3 separate regions of the Zea mays genome follow, and all the other regions are linked to region 1. The links are chromatin contacts, called in public Hi-C maps. All regions are on one chromosome and are shown on one strand. The core of a region is the stretch at or near the end of the contact, and the rest is flanking DNA. Distances in the headings are between cores, read along the strand shown.

Region 1 (4,801 bases), core at 1,608-4,107:
CTAAAGCACTCGAATTGAATTGGGGACTTTGATTGGATCAGTGGCTTTGATTTGTGTCTTGGAGTGTTGCACTTTGCTCTTGTATTGAATGAAGAGTGATGAATGCTTGGATGGTTGGAGTGGAGGTGGTTGAGGGGTATTTATAGCCCTCAACCACCAAACAACCGTTAGGGAGGGCTGCTATCGATGGGCGCACCAGACAGTCTGGTGCGCCAGCCACGTCACTCAATCGTTAGGGTTCGGGCACAGACGACCATTGGGGCTTTGTCTTCTAGTGGCACCGGACAGTCCGGTGCCGCACCAGACAGGTACTGTTCACTGTCGGGTGCGCCTCTGACGGCTGCTCTGCTCTGACGCGCACTGTTGCGCACTGTTCATCTGATTCTTCAGCTTTTGCAGTCGACCGTTGCGTGAAGGAGCCGTTGCTTCGCTGGTGCACCGGACAGTCCGGTGGCACACCGGACAGTCCGATAAATTATAGCGGAGCGCGTCCTCCGAAACCCGAGAGTGGAGAGTTTGGAGTTGTACGGTCCTGGTGCACCGGACACTGTCTGGTGGCACACCGGACAGTCCGGTGCGCCAGACCAGGGCACTCTCGGTTCCTTTGCTCCTTTGCTTTTGAACCCTAGCTTTGATCTTTTATTGGTTTGTGTTGAACCTTTATGCATCTGTAGAATATATAATCTAGAGCAAACTAGTTATTCCAATTATTTGTGTTGGGCATTGAACCACCAAAATTATTTATAGGAAAAGGTTACACCCTATTTCCCTTTCACTAACCACTAGCTACTAGCTAATAAACTAAATAAAAACTAACTAAATACTAAACTAACCACTAAATACTAACCAATAGCTACGACGTGACGACTTGGTTGTGGCGAGGTGGGGCTTGGTGGTGGCGTGGGCAGCACCGGCGGAGCGGCGACGGCAGGGCTTGGTGGCGACGACCGCGAAGGAGGGGAGGCCGCCGAAGAACGAAGGTGGCAGGGCTAGATGGAGGGAAGACGACATACGTGCTCAACGACGCGGCGGTCGGCAACGAGCTCGAAAAGGAGAAAGAAGGAGTGGCGCACGGGGAAGGAGAAGGAGTTGGCCGACCCATTTACTTCCTAGCTCGGTGGCAAGATCTGTGGCGCTGAGCTAGGAACACGTGGCTGTCGCGTCGGCCCTCGAATGCCATCGAGGCATGTACATTGGCGCCACAGGCTCTGGCATCGAGGCGTTTTACCTCGGCGCCAGGGCCTACGACGTCGAGCAAAGGGTCCAAAACAGAATTAAGTCGTCGAGGGGTCTAAACGTGAATTTTATTCGAAAAAAGGACAAAAAACAAAAAAATCAGTAAGGTAAAGCAGTTTTGCACCGTTCATGTTAAAAACAGATTTCTAGAACAGGAGAAATCACTAGACTTGAAAGTTTGGGCCAGGCCATTTAGGGTTGTCATGACATGTCCCGAAAAAAGAGCCCAAAGCACGACACGACACGAAGGAAAATGGGTCGGGCCACCACGACACGAATGGCCGGGCTGTGCCTCAAACTTAGGCACGATGGGCGACACGACTAGATGGGTCATGCTTGGGCCGGCACGACACGAAGTAGAAAACTAGGGTTAAATGGTTATTTTAAGAATGTATTTTTTAGATATATATAAGTTTTTTGTTCGTGCCGGCACGAGGGATGTCAATTTAATCCGTGGATTCGGATATCCGTCGGATATCCGATCCGATGGATCCGGATATGGATATGTTTTTGACCCACGAGTTAGACCCGTATCCGATCCGAGGTAAAGTGGACATGGATTTGGATATTAAACCTCACCCGCGGGTTATCCGTTGGATATCCGAAATTAACCAATACTTCAATTTTTTTGCCCAGAAAAGTAGACAGCCCAGCCGGGAGCTGGCCCAGCCCACACATGGACACATCAGGATCACTACATCAGCAAACCCTAATCCCTAACATTGGCAATTTATCTATTTTGTTGTTTGCCATGATGAATATGATTATACTGTCATTGACTAAAAAGATTCAACCTCAGCTACTATAGTGGTGGTTTTGTGCTGAGATTTCCTGGTATGTTTTCCATGTATAATTTCTTTATGATAAAATATTATAACTAGAAAATAAAATATTCTTTGATTTGCATGTCTTCTGCTATTACGCACTAGCATATTGTCTTAGTCACATGTACAAGGCTTAGACGCTCAGCTAGTATAGTAGTATTATTGTATTCCTGTACAAGGCTACATCTTGACTGATAATTGGGAAGAAATTTGATTAATTCTATTATTGAATTGCTGAAAATAGATTTTTGTCATATCCGATGGATATCCGAAACCCAATGGACATGAGCATGGATATGAATTTCTACCCGCGGGTATAGTCGCGTGCAAATATTATCTGTAATTGTGGAAATGGCTACGAGCTGATATTTACAGTATCCGATCTGAATTTGACACATTGCCATCTCTGGCCGACAGAATACGATCATCTGTCCGTCGTGCTTCGGGCCCAGCCGAACCTAGCGTTTAATATCTAGGTACGACTCGACTCAGCTCACAATTATTTTGTACCATGATGACCAAAAAAATTAGCATAAATTACAATTGAATCGGACCGGACTAGCCTAACAGTAACACGACCCAACTTCTAACACGACCCAACTTCTAGCTCTAGTAGTGAGGAGTAGAAGAGAAAAAAAAAAAAAAAAAGTAGGAGTACTCCGCCAATATCTGACCAAGCCGCCAGCCGACCCAACCAATCAGTGGCAGTGCCCGTCCGCGTCCCGCTCTCGTGGGCCGTCGCGGTGTCCCCGCCTATATTTTATCTGGCGCCCGCCCCTCCCACCAAAAAGATCTCCAATTCCCCACCCCAAAGAGCTACCCTGACCAGATTTGGCCGCTTCCTCCTCTGCCTCCCGCTAACCCTAGTCCAGCACCCCGAGATCTGCTCCGCGCGAGCAGCCATGGCGGAGACGCTCGACATGACCCTCGATGACATCATCAAGAACAACAAGAAGAGTAACCCCTCCTCCGGCGGGGCCCGCCGCAGCCGCGGCGGATCCGCCCCTGGCGGCGGCAGCGGCGGGGTCGGGCCGACCAGGCGCTCCTTCAAGAGGGCTGGGAACAGGCAGGCGCCCTACCAGCCGCCGAAGGTACGAACGACTCGAACGGGCTGTTGCTCCGCGTCGCCCGGCGGAGGATGCGTGGGCTTCGGACTTCGCTGACTCGGGCGGGAGGAGATGGTCGGTTGGTTTTCTCACTTTGGTGTGACGCGATCGATCCAGGCCCCTGACGCTGCGTGGCAGCACGACATGTACCCTGCGGTCGCCGCAGGAGGCGGCGGCGGCGGGAGGGTCTCGGCGCTCGAGACGGGCACCAAGCTCTACATCTCCAACCTGGACTTTGGGGTTTCGAACGACGATATCAAGGTATATGCTTCGCCGGTTCGAAGAGTGTTCTGTTGTTGCATCTGAATCTAACTTTAAGAAGCCCGTAAATAGCTGGCCTGAAGTGCGATTGGCTAGATTCGCCCTCCTGAAAATTGAGCCCGGAACATATTTGCCGTTTGGGCTGTGTTCCACCGCAGATCTATTGTGGTTACACAGGGCATCAATAGCTGGTGGTTGTCACATCTATGGCTTGTAATTGTGGTGTTTTCCCGTGACTTCGGTTAACATGTTTAGATATTGTTCTTGTGTTTCCTAACAGGGGTGCTTAGATCCAGTGTAGATCTATATCTGTGTATTGATTGTTATTTGTTTTCTATAATTATTTAGTGGCTCTGCATAATGCTATAGGATTTAAAGTTTTCGTAGTATGGTTTCTGATTCAAACATGTAAAAATACACTCATGTCGTATCCACAGATTTGTATCACTTTGGTTTGATCACTTTGCTTCTATTGGCATGCTTATGCTTGTTTGGGGAGACATTGGTTAAGTTTATTACCTACAATGGATAGTAGTTCTTTTTAACTGTGATTTAACTTATGCCTGATATTTTAAATTTTAGATGTGTTCTAGGATCTCAAATTACATTGACGTTTATGTGGATTGATTAGTTTATTACATGTCACATAGATCACATGGATTCCCTTTGTAACCTTGTAAGTCGAATGCCTTGGTAAACATTATCTGACAAGTTTCATATTTATATGATGCAGGAGCTGTTCTCTGAGCTAGGTGATCTGAAGCGTTTTTCGATAATATATGATCGAAGTGGGAGGTCTAAGGTGCAGATGCTGTTGTCATCTTATGGTCTTCTACCTGTCTCTTATGTACACCTAATTTCTGTGTTTCTTACATTTTCTGTACTTTGTATCTCACAGGGAACAGCTGAAGTTGTATTTGCAAGGCGTTCTGATGCTGTAGCGGCGGTGAAGAAATATAACAATGTCCAACTTGATGGTAAGCCCATGAAGATAGAGATAGTTGGGACCAATACTCCAACTGCATCTGCTGCTCTTCCAGTCTCCAATGGTGGCCATGCTAGGAATGCTGTGAGGAGGTATATTTCTCATCTGATTATTCATCGTGAATTATCAGTCCATGTCAATAACATCTGTAGGGGCGTGTTTGGTAGTAATTAAAATGACTAGAGGCTATAATGTTTTAGTTATTCATTGTTATATCAAAATTGCGTCAGTGAACATCTCTCCTGTCCTTTCCAATTCATCTCTGCCCATCTAAGGCCTTGTTCGGTTAATCCTGTTACCCATGGATTGGGTAGGATTGGAAAAAATTAATAAGAGGTTTGACTTGCTTGGGATTTAAACCCACCCAATCCCACTCAATCCACATGGAT
Region 2 (4,801 bases), core at 1,245-3,744, 220 kb before region 1:
ACAACCATCTGAAGCCACAGCATCTAAATAATCTTTTCTCTTCTGAAATGAAGCTAAACGATCAACAAGATGGAAGATAGGACAAGGAAAAAATTAGCACATTCTGAGCAACACACAAAACCAACAGATCCTTAGGTGCTAGCTAAAATACCTTTCCACTTGTTATACTCATCCAAATTAGGAGGGAAACCAATCTTCTCTTCAATGAAATCCCCAAGCATGTTAAGCTTACAAGGTTTCAGTGCTTCCACCACCCTGAATAGAGAAATCCCGGTATCCAAGAAGATGTGATCAATCTGGTTGTCAAATGACTGACCATAATGCTCCTCAAACTCGCACGCATTCATAATCTACAATTTATCAGGTATCATGAGGTCAGTTACCAGACAAATTAAAAAGAGCAGTATAACTTATCATTGATGCAACACAAACAGTACCAGAAAGCTTACATTACTATTGTAATTACACTTTGAGCAGCCACAAGAATAACCCTGTCCATTTATCCGTCCAACCTCCTCCACCTAAATATAATCAAAATGAAGCATAAATGTTGTCCTTGAGATACAAAACCCTATGTTTCAGTCAGTTTACTCAATCAACAATCCTAATGCCAGCAGGAACAACACACACCTCATCCTTCATGTAGGTCACCCTGAAACCTTCAAGAAGTCCAGTGGACAGCAGTCCTCTAACATCTCTAAGGTCACTGTCTAGCTGATACTCTGTTTCTGTCACTCCCACTAGAGCATCGTGCATCACATGGTCACCACCTGCTTCATCTTTGATCTGTTCCGCAGCAGGCCCTTCAATGCCGCATATAGTGTCCAACTCAGCCGTGGAACTGCTTTGCCTGCTTAAAAACTGAAGGAACTAAGTAACATGCAACGAGTACTAATATAGATAATTGCATAAATACTTGTCTGATTATGCCAGTTTATGATTGAACACATGTCCCCGAGTCCCACTGAAGGTCTAACACTTCGCTACGAAATTACACCATCGCATAGATAGTTGCCATAACAAATCGATCAGTGGAATCACTCACTTCAAACCAAGCAGACACAAGCTGGCTTTCTCCTCCTCGGTCAGCATCACCATGGCTCCCCGTCCAGGCAAAGGGGGATCCACCGTCACGCCGTCAACCTGAACCCCGTTGGGTTCCCAGCTAGCGGGCGCGCCTGCTTGCTGCCCCTGCGGCGCAGATGAGGCTTCGGTGGCAGGCACAGTCATGAGTACCCCGGCGGTCGCCCAAAACTCCTCCGCACAAGGGGGCCAATTTCTGAGCTCGTGGAACAGGTCGTAGAGCAACTTGTCGTTGATGAGGAGGATGTTACCGTTCTGGTTCTTCGACTCCGCCCCCACGTGCTTCTCAAACTGCAGCGCCGACCAATGGCGGACACAGGACAAGGTTCTAAATGGGGTGGCATCGTAAGAGACAAATCAGTACAGACAAAAGTAGTTTTATGATGATAACGTGAAGGTTAAGTGATAATATCAGAAATGTTCCAAAATTACATAAATACCGGAAATCCTTTTTGGTTGTACCGAATCACCAATAAAAATCCAATCTATACTTCGAAAAATTGTATATTAGATAAAAATCAATACAAGAAAAATATGTTGACAAAAGTAGTATAGTGAATATACCGCTAAGTTACCAAACATCCATGAAGATATAATTTAGTATACCACTCTGAATGGACGACACATAGCCTAGTTACAATAGAGGTACACTGTACATTGCTGATCACAAAATATCATGCAAAATCACAGAAAAAATAAATACCAATTAGAGACATTGCAAAATGAAGACCATATCAATTTTGAGCAATGAGGAAACTTGATTACATTTCTTAAAATTCAAATGCAATTACTACTGTCAAGTTACCAGATCATACATAATGACTTACGTTTCAAGATACTGAAGTAGAATATGAACGATGACCAACATCAACAGACAAAAATAGAGGCATAAAGCCACTCAGTACAGAGTAATAACAGAAACAAGATAGTCACTAGATAGATATCTGTATCCCTGGATCTTCAGCCACTAGATAGATAATTGTAACTTAATCAGAGTATCAGACTGTGGATATGCCACTCTGTATCTCTAGATCTTTGCACTGAATAAGAATAACATCAACGCAGTCCAAAACAAATATGAAGCCACCCTGCTTTTTAAATCTAAGGCCTGGAACAATTATTGTGACTGGTATCCAGCAACCCAAGTAAACATACAGCAGCAGGCAGGCAGCTTAACTTCCATCCACATAAAGCAAGCAGTACCACTAGACAATACTTCTGGAGCCTTGACTAATATCAAAATCCCTCTCGTGACTCACAGCTCAACATTGTTGGGACCAACAATAACTCATTAACTTTATATGGTTGCCAGTGCAAGCTTGATAGTAACTTGATGTTGGTGTTTTTGGCTACTAGCTAATTCCTTACCTCGAATCGTCGCCAGTGGAATCAGCCGGAACACTAGCTAGGTAAAGTGGCTGGCTTGCTTGCTCTGATAGCTTTCAAGAGGACGGAGAGGAAGCTGTATCCCACACGATCGAAGACGAACCAGACCGCGGTGGAGCCCACCACGAGGGAAGGTAGGAGGCCGTGAGATGGCGGCGGCAGGCGGCCGACAACGAGGGCAGGCGGCGAGGGGAGGGGATCGAACGGCTAGCGTGGTGAGTAGGCCGACCAAGCAGTAGAGCTCTAGATGGGTTGGGCCTAGAGAAAAAAAAAACTAGCTTCTATTAGATTTGGCCCTATCTACTGCATAAAACTTTGTTTATTTTGCTGCAGTAAACGAGGTTATAAAAGTGAGTTGGAGCCATGGGTCATGGCCCACCTTGCCCATGTCCGCCCTTGGCGTCGACAGACGACAGCACCTGCGCGGCGCAAAGAAGAAACCCATGAGAAGATGAAGATCCGAGCAAAACCATAGAACCGGCGAAGTATTCCGAAAACATATAGGTACTTGATCGAGCTGACTGACCTTGTCGTGGCAGCCGCAGCAGGCGTAGCCGCCATCGGTGACGAATCTAGGAGTTCTAGCTTAAGAACTCTAATTTTTCATAAATTTCTGTTTTTTAAAAATAATTATTTTTCTTTGAGAAAATATGAATTCCTAAAGAAAATAGAATTCTCAAACTAGCCCTAAAAGAAACGACGATGTTCAAGTGGCCTGAACTGGGTCTATCGATTTTGTCACAAGTCTTGTGGCCAATGTACTCACATATTATTCCATTCCGAGAAAACGTAAATGTCGGAGAGTAAATCTCCGGCCGGGTGGTGGAATGCACCCACCCTAAATCCTAAGATGAGAAGGGGTCTAAGCTTTTTTCTTGTTAGTTGGAAAATGGGGAGAACACAAGAACACGCAAGGATTTAGAGTGGTTCGGGTCGCCGGAGCGTAACACCCTACTCCACTGTGTGATGTATTGAGCTTGTATGAACTTGTGAGCGTCTAAGTGTGCTTAAGTCTCAGTCCGCTCGAGCCTAAGTGAGCTTGTCTTGTAATGGTGCATGCCTCCCCTTTTATAGTTGAAGGGGGGCACGTACAAGGGTGATGAGCACCGACATGCGGGCCCAGGGACATAGCAGATGTAATACTTGGAGCAACTAATGTTCGTTGCTGGAGCAATCTTCTTGTGCCCTGACATCCATGATCTGCGTAGTATTGGCGTGCAGGGGAAGCTTCCCTGGCAACGTATAAGTGATGATGGACACAGTGCACCTCGCAGCACGGGCGTACTGTTTGACAATGGACTGGACATGCACGCCGCCTGCATGATGGCCTGGATGCCGCCTGTCAGCGGAGTGGACAGGACACATTAAATGCTGAGAGGGCACATCGTCTGTCAGCGGATAGACAGGCGGCGCGTCTTTTCCGCAATAAATGCAGAGGCAGCGCGGCCCAGAGGCCTTACGTCAGGCCCCGCCCGCTGGTTTACGTCACAGGCGATAGTCCACGTGGCAGCATCGGGCCTCCGCCTGAGCGGGGAGTGGAAGCGCACTGGATAAAGCCTGGACACGTGTCAGTACCGGACCCTCGCCTGTCCTTGACCTAGACCAGGGTATTCCCTGTCCCGGGACCTTGCTGCGGGTGGCCTGGACCTCACTTAGAGGGGTTCGGACCTCATCCAAGGGGTCCGGCTTGCTTACTTGGGAGTCCCGGACCGTACTCGGAGGTCCGGGCTATGTGTACAGGGGCCCGATGCTTTCTTGAGGAGGTCCGGACCTACTGATGGTATCCTGGAGTATATCACCTCTTTTGTCCACATGGCATCTCTGGGACTGCCCACGTGTTGGGGTCGGGTGCTGTTCACCGCGCGGCTAGAGATAGCCGCACGGGCACCGTGTCTTCATGCTGTAGTAAGGGGTACCCCTAATTCAGGGTACCGACAGTAAATAACTCATACGTGAAAAAGGATGGAAATAGATATCTAAACTATGATCAACAGATCGTACATATGACAATATAAAACACTTTTTAGTATTAGATTCTATTTACATAGTGAAGTTTTAAGTTTATGGCCATTAAATCGTATATATACCTATGCAAACATTTACATGGAAGTTTATATCGTAAGATTTGAAATGAGAGATGTTACTAAACAGGGGGTGAAAACTAAGTCTAAGATAGGCTTAACACACAAGTCATTATAGATGGTCATTTAGCACTAACACGATGGGCCAGCCCAGACACGACACGAAAAAACACGGCCTAGGCACGACCCGGTCCGGCTAGTATAGTGTCAGTGCCTAGCACGGCACGACTATAGTGCCGTGTCTGGGCCAC
Region 3 (4,801 bases), core at 1,685-4,184, 150 kb before region 1:
AGTTGTTAAAACAACAAACACTGCATCATGTCCTCATAGCTGTTGCTAAACCAGCTTCAATGTAGCAGGTCCAAACACTGCAGCAGCTTTTGAAAAACCAAAGTATTTTGCTCAACCGTAGTATTTCTCCAATAATCCAAAAATACTTTGAATCCAAACAGAGTCTAAGCTATGATTTTAGCCCATCGCCCATAGCTGAGCAACTATTATAACAAATTAATGTATTGGTTCCAGTTTAAGGTTTCTAATGAGTAAATGTAATAATAAATTGGTCGAGATGGGTTATCTTGCCCTATCATAACAAGTGCCATGACAGTGCAGAGCAGAGAACTCAATATAGTAACATCATATACTATACTAACATATATAACCATTGATTTCCTTACTGAATGGTACTACTCTTTCGGTGAGAGCAATATGGTAATAAATTATTCATACGACATAACATTGTTGAAAGCTTTGCATTTCAGTTGATGGTACTATTAAAGAAACTCCTCAAATGACAATATTTTTAAAGGCACTGAGCCACTGACATCCGATTCACACTATTTGGGTAAATCATGATTACACACACACAATCAAATGACTCAACATTCAAAAAAGTTTCAAGATCCCTCGATAAAGGTGTATATCCTATGCTAGACAAGTTTACTACTATATCTGATACATCTATTATTATGTTCTTCACTTATTTTCCATTATCACAAACTGAATTGACATTTCTATTTGAGAAGATAATGATCCAGTTTGGGGGTTCCCCTAATAAATTCAGTTATAGCTAGTCGATCAGATCTAAAATAGGTATAAGCTTAAATTCCATATCGCGCACCCATCCATACATAAAAATATAGTTTTCAGTAAAAGGGGAAACAACATGCATGTACATTGCCTGCGAATGCAATTCTCGGGCAAAGCAGTAATCGCAAACAAAAGTGGTAACAATAGTTCCAAATAACAATAGAAAGTAGAAGAAGAATATTCTTCGCACCTTGGAGAAATCCGCCATATCATCATTCCCTATTCCACCTTCACAAAAGAGGAAGATAGTAAGATCATCAGCTAAGGCTTACGAGGATCAGCAGAGCATGCAGATCAACAACAAAACAAACTTATAGAACACAAAGGTCGTGTGGATACAACGATAGGAAGAGGACAGCGAGGGAGAGTTGCTCCTCAGCCGCAGTGGAAGGAAGGGTATTGGATCACTGTGTACCGCTCTAGAAGAGCCTTCTTGTCTTCCTGTGTTATGAGCACATGCGTTACCTCTTGGTAAGCGGTTGATCTTCTTCATGACATACCTACGCTGGCCCCGCGAGGGAGGCAAGCAACATACAAGGAGGGATCAGAAACCGGAGCACACGTCAAGAAAGCAGAGCAGGAGGGAGTCGACGAGCATCGAAAAGGGGGAAAAATCATCACCTCTTTTGCTTGGCCTTGTGGCGAGGCAGAAGAACGTGATGCCCGGATCAACCGCTGGTTCCTCCATTTTTGCTCCGACTCCAAGCGCACAGAACACGTTGGCTTCTTCGCGACGGCCACGACGCTCTTTGGTGGAGCCAGCGGTGCCGACCAAGCCACCGCGGGGGAGGCAGAAGGATGTGGAGCCTCTTCGGCGTCGCAGGGCGCGATTACGCTCCACGATGGCAGATAACCAACTGCGCACCGCGTCGGCCTCCTCCCAACGTTCTAGGGCCCTATCGTGGTCTCGCCAGCTTGCTCTTCTTGTACGATGCGCCGATGTGGCTGGGAGGAGCGCGAGCGACACCGATGCCATGACGGCGGCTAAAATGCCAAACCCTAGACGGGGGAGGGGGGCTTGCGGGTGAATCAGGCGCCTGTTGCACGCGCCGGCGGCGTGGGAGGCTGGGGCCTATGAGGTGCGGTGGATGCGACGCTGGGGCCATTGACGAGCCGAGCGCTGACATCGCGGAGTCCGTTAAGGCAGGGTGCAAGGGGGTTGGGTGGCGCTGGTCGCAGGAGGCATTGGCGAGCGGAGCGCGTGGGAGGCGGCAGAGCGGAGTGGCAAATCGTTCGTGGGATTCACGAGATGGGGGCTGCGTGGCACGGCCATCCCGGGGGCTGGGTGGCGCAGGTCGCGGGACGCGTTGCCGTGCAGAGCGCGCGGGAGGCGGCCGAGCGGAGCGAGAGAGTGTTCGCGGGATTCGCAGCGTGATGAAAGGGCGGCTTGGCAACGACGAGGGGCCGAGGATGGGGAAATGTCGCGCCGCGATTATCGCTCTGGAATGGTGGGCGTCGGGATGCGGGTGAGGGGCAGAACCGTGGTGCACAGTGTGGTCTACATTAGGTACTTATATAGTAGTAGGATATATCCCCGTTGCAACGCACGGGTACTCACCTAGTTATTAGTGAAATTAGCTAGCTAAAAAAGAACTATCTAATTATTAACTAATTTACCAAAAATAACTATCTAGAGGCAGCAAGCCAAGCTCCTCCGATAAGTTTTCACTGTAAAGCCCACACTTGAGCTATAGAAGGGACTGAGAAACTTTCATTTTACACACAAGCACACTAGTTGTAACACGTCTCAAAGCAGTACTACGATTAGCACTACACTGGATTAGGGTGTAAGCCTATACTAGTATAAACCCCGTGTCTGTGTTCATTGCTCGGATCTCCGTGATCCATCATTTGGATTGAGTCCACTCTTGCTTCTCCATCAAACACAAATTTATTGTCCACCGGTTTCTGAAACCACAACACAATGCTTCTACACTATTTTGTATATTAGAGCGGAAACAAATCTAAACAGGTGAATTTAATTCGACCTGAACAGTGTGAAGGAGAACCCTTCGTGGGCCGCGGCCTCCTTTTAACCAGTGGAGAGCGCGTCGTATACGGGAGACCGTCCGTGCCTGGCTGGCCGCCCGCTCATCTTGGTGGCCCGACCGGCCTGACTCTCTTCTCCTTCCTGCGCGCTGGGTCCATATTGTCGGTGTCAGAAGTGGGCCCATGCTCGGTTCGGCCACGCCCCACCAGCCAGCCAGCCAGGGACCCGTCGCTGCCCTCTGGCGATGAGGGATATTACGGGTCTGCCCTGACCACCGCCCACGCGCAGCCAGGGGTAGAAACGACCGCGTCACCGTATTTGACCCCTCACCGTCCCACACCAGTGTCGGCGAGTCCCTCCTGTGCCTCGTCCTCCCCCTTTCCCCTCCGAGTCCAGCCCGGCGCCACCCACTCAGCCGCGGATCCGAGGCGCAGATCCGATCCGGCGATGGCGTCCACGGCGGCGAGGCGGCTGCGGGAGCTGCAGGCGCAGACGGGGAACAAGACCTGCGTGGACTGCGCGCAGCGGAACCCGCAGTGGGCGAGCGTCTCCTATGGGGTGTTCATGTGCCTCGAGTGCTCGGGCAAGCACCGGGGCCTCGGCGTGCACATCAGCTTCGTGCGCTCGGTCACCATGGACTCCTGGACCGAGGCGCAGCTCCGCAAGATGGAGGCCGGTGGCAACGACCGACTCAACGCCTTCCTCACAGCTCGCGGCGTTCCTAAGGAGACGCCCCACGTCGCCAAGTACAACTCCAACGCCGCAGCCGCCTACCGCGACCGCATCGCCGCGCTCGCTGAGGGAAAGCCGTGGACTGACCCGCCCGTGGTCAAGGAGACGCCCGGATCTGGCGCCCCCGCCCCCGCTAGGAAGCCGCCCGTGCACACATCTGCCGCCTCCGGCGGCGGCGGGTGGGACGACTGGGACGACGATTTTCGGCCGGACATGAGGCGGAATCAGTCGGTTGGATCGTTCGCCGCCGCGGGTGCGCAGTCAGGGAGGCAGCCGCCGAGGTCCAAATCAACACAGGACATGTACACGAGGCAGCAACTGGAGGCGTCGGCGGCAAATAAGGAGGACTTTTTCGCCAGGAGGATGGCGGAGAACGAGTCCAAGCCTGACGGGATCCCGCCATCCCAGGGCGGCAAGTACGTTGGGTTCGGATCCAGCCCACCGCCGTCGGCTAACAGGAACGGCGGTGCTGCCCAGGGCGATGTCATGCAGGTTGTCTCTCAGGTAAAAAAGATCATCTTTGTGCTATTGCTACTTATAATGGACAAATCCACTTGACACGCTATTCATCATAGATGAAGAGTATATTATATTTTCCATTGATTGGATAACAATACGTCATCAATTTGTGGAATTAAAATTACTATGGAGTAGGGGTATATGTTTGCCTACAATGGTAGGGCTCTGATCTGAATTTTATTCCTTGCTACTCTTCGGCAGTAAAAATGGAGGATTTTACAATTTGTAACTGTTGTTACATTGACATACATAAACCAATCGCTCTATCTGGGGTTCCTGACCATAAGGAATTTGTTAGTACTGTGGTCTTATCAAGTTTTAGAAGCCTATGTCATCAATTCGTGGAATTAAAATTACTATGGAGTAGGAGTATATGTTTGCCTACAATGGTAGGGCTCTGAATTTTATTCCTTGCTACTCTTCGGCAGTAAAAATGGAGGATTTTACAATTTGTAGCTGTTGTTACATTGACATACATAAACCAATCGCTCTATCTGGGGTTCCTGACCGTAATGAAAATTTGTTAGTACTGTGGTCTTATCAAGTTTTAGAAGCCTAGTGAACAGCTCAACATAGTGATGATGCTTTATTCATCTCGTTTACTGGGTAGTACAGGAACATACTGAGCTCCCTGTAACATATTTACAGAAGACCAGCACCACTTGTTCGAAATGATTAAGCAAAACAGGTTTCGATATACATGTTGGCATGTGTTTGAGCTCAGCCAGTAGCCCAGTACGTTGTAGTTTAATAGCAATTGAT

What was found. A called contact is a pair of places that touch in the nucleus more often than the background predicts.
Region 2: a Hi-C map of ear shows a contact between it and region 1, with 2.3 times the contacts expected there. The contact joins the promoter of LOC100279211 here to the promoter of LOC100279524 in region 1. A contact is called at or near these places in 6 of 25 Hi-C or Micro-C datasets (ear, endosperm, leaf and 1 more).
Region 3: a contact with region 1 is called in a Hi-C map of endosperm, with 3 times the contacts expected there. The contact joins the promoter of LOC103634469 here to the promoter of LOC100279524 in region 1. A contact is called at or near these places in 4 of 25 Hi-C or Micro-C datasets (ear, endosperm, leaf and 1 more).

What each region holds. Positions count from the first base shown.
Region 1 is chr1:41,474,557-41,479,357 of Zm-B73-REFERENCE-NAM-5.0, reverse strand. LOC100279524 (THO complex subunit 4) reads left to right here and starts at 2,857. Exons shown (of 6, transcript NR_158734.1): 1 at 2,857-3,151; 2 at 3,284-3,427; 3 at 4,161-4,229; 4 at 4,326-4,504.
Region 2 is chr1:41,690,466-41,695,266 of Zm-B73-REFERENCE-NAM-5.0, reverse strand. It overlaps LOC100279211 (Acyl-CoA N-acyltransferase with RING/FYVE/PHD-type zinc finger domain), which reads right to left and starts at 2,494. Exons shown (of 23, transcript NM_001360944.1): 1 at 2,452-2,494; 2 at 1,648-1,743; 3 at 1,524-1,568; 4 at 1,046-1,374; 5 at 631-850; 6 at 450-521; 7 at 152-350; 8 at 1-53. The coding sequence starts at 1,665.
Region 3 is chr1:41,628,353-41,633,153 of Zm-B73-REFERENCE-NAM-5.0, reverse strand. It overlaps LOC103634469 (probable ADP-ribosylation factor GTPase-activating protein AGD6), which reads left to right and starts at 2,934. Exons shown (of 3, transcript XM_008656039.3): 1 at 2,934-4,024. The coding sequence starts at 3,236.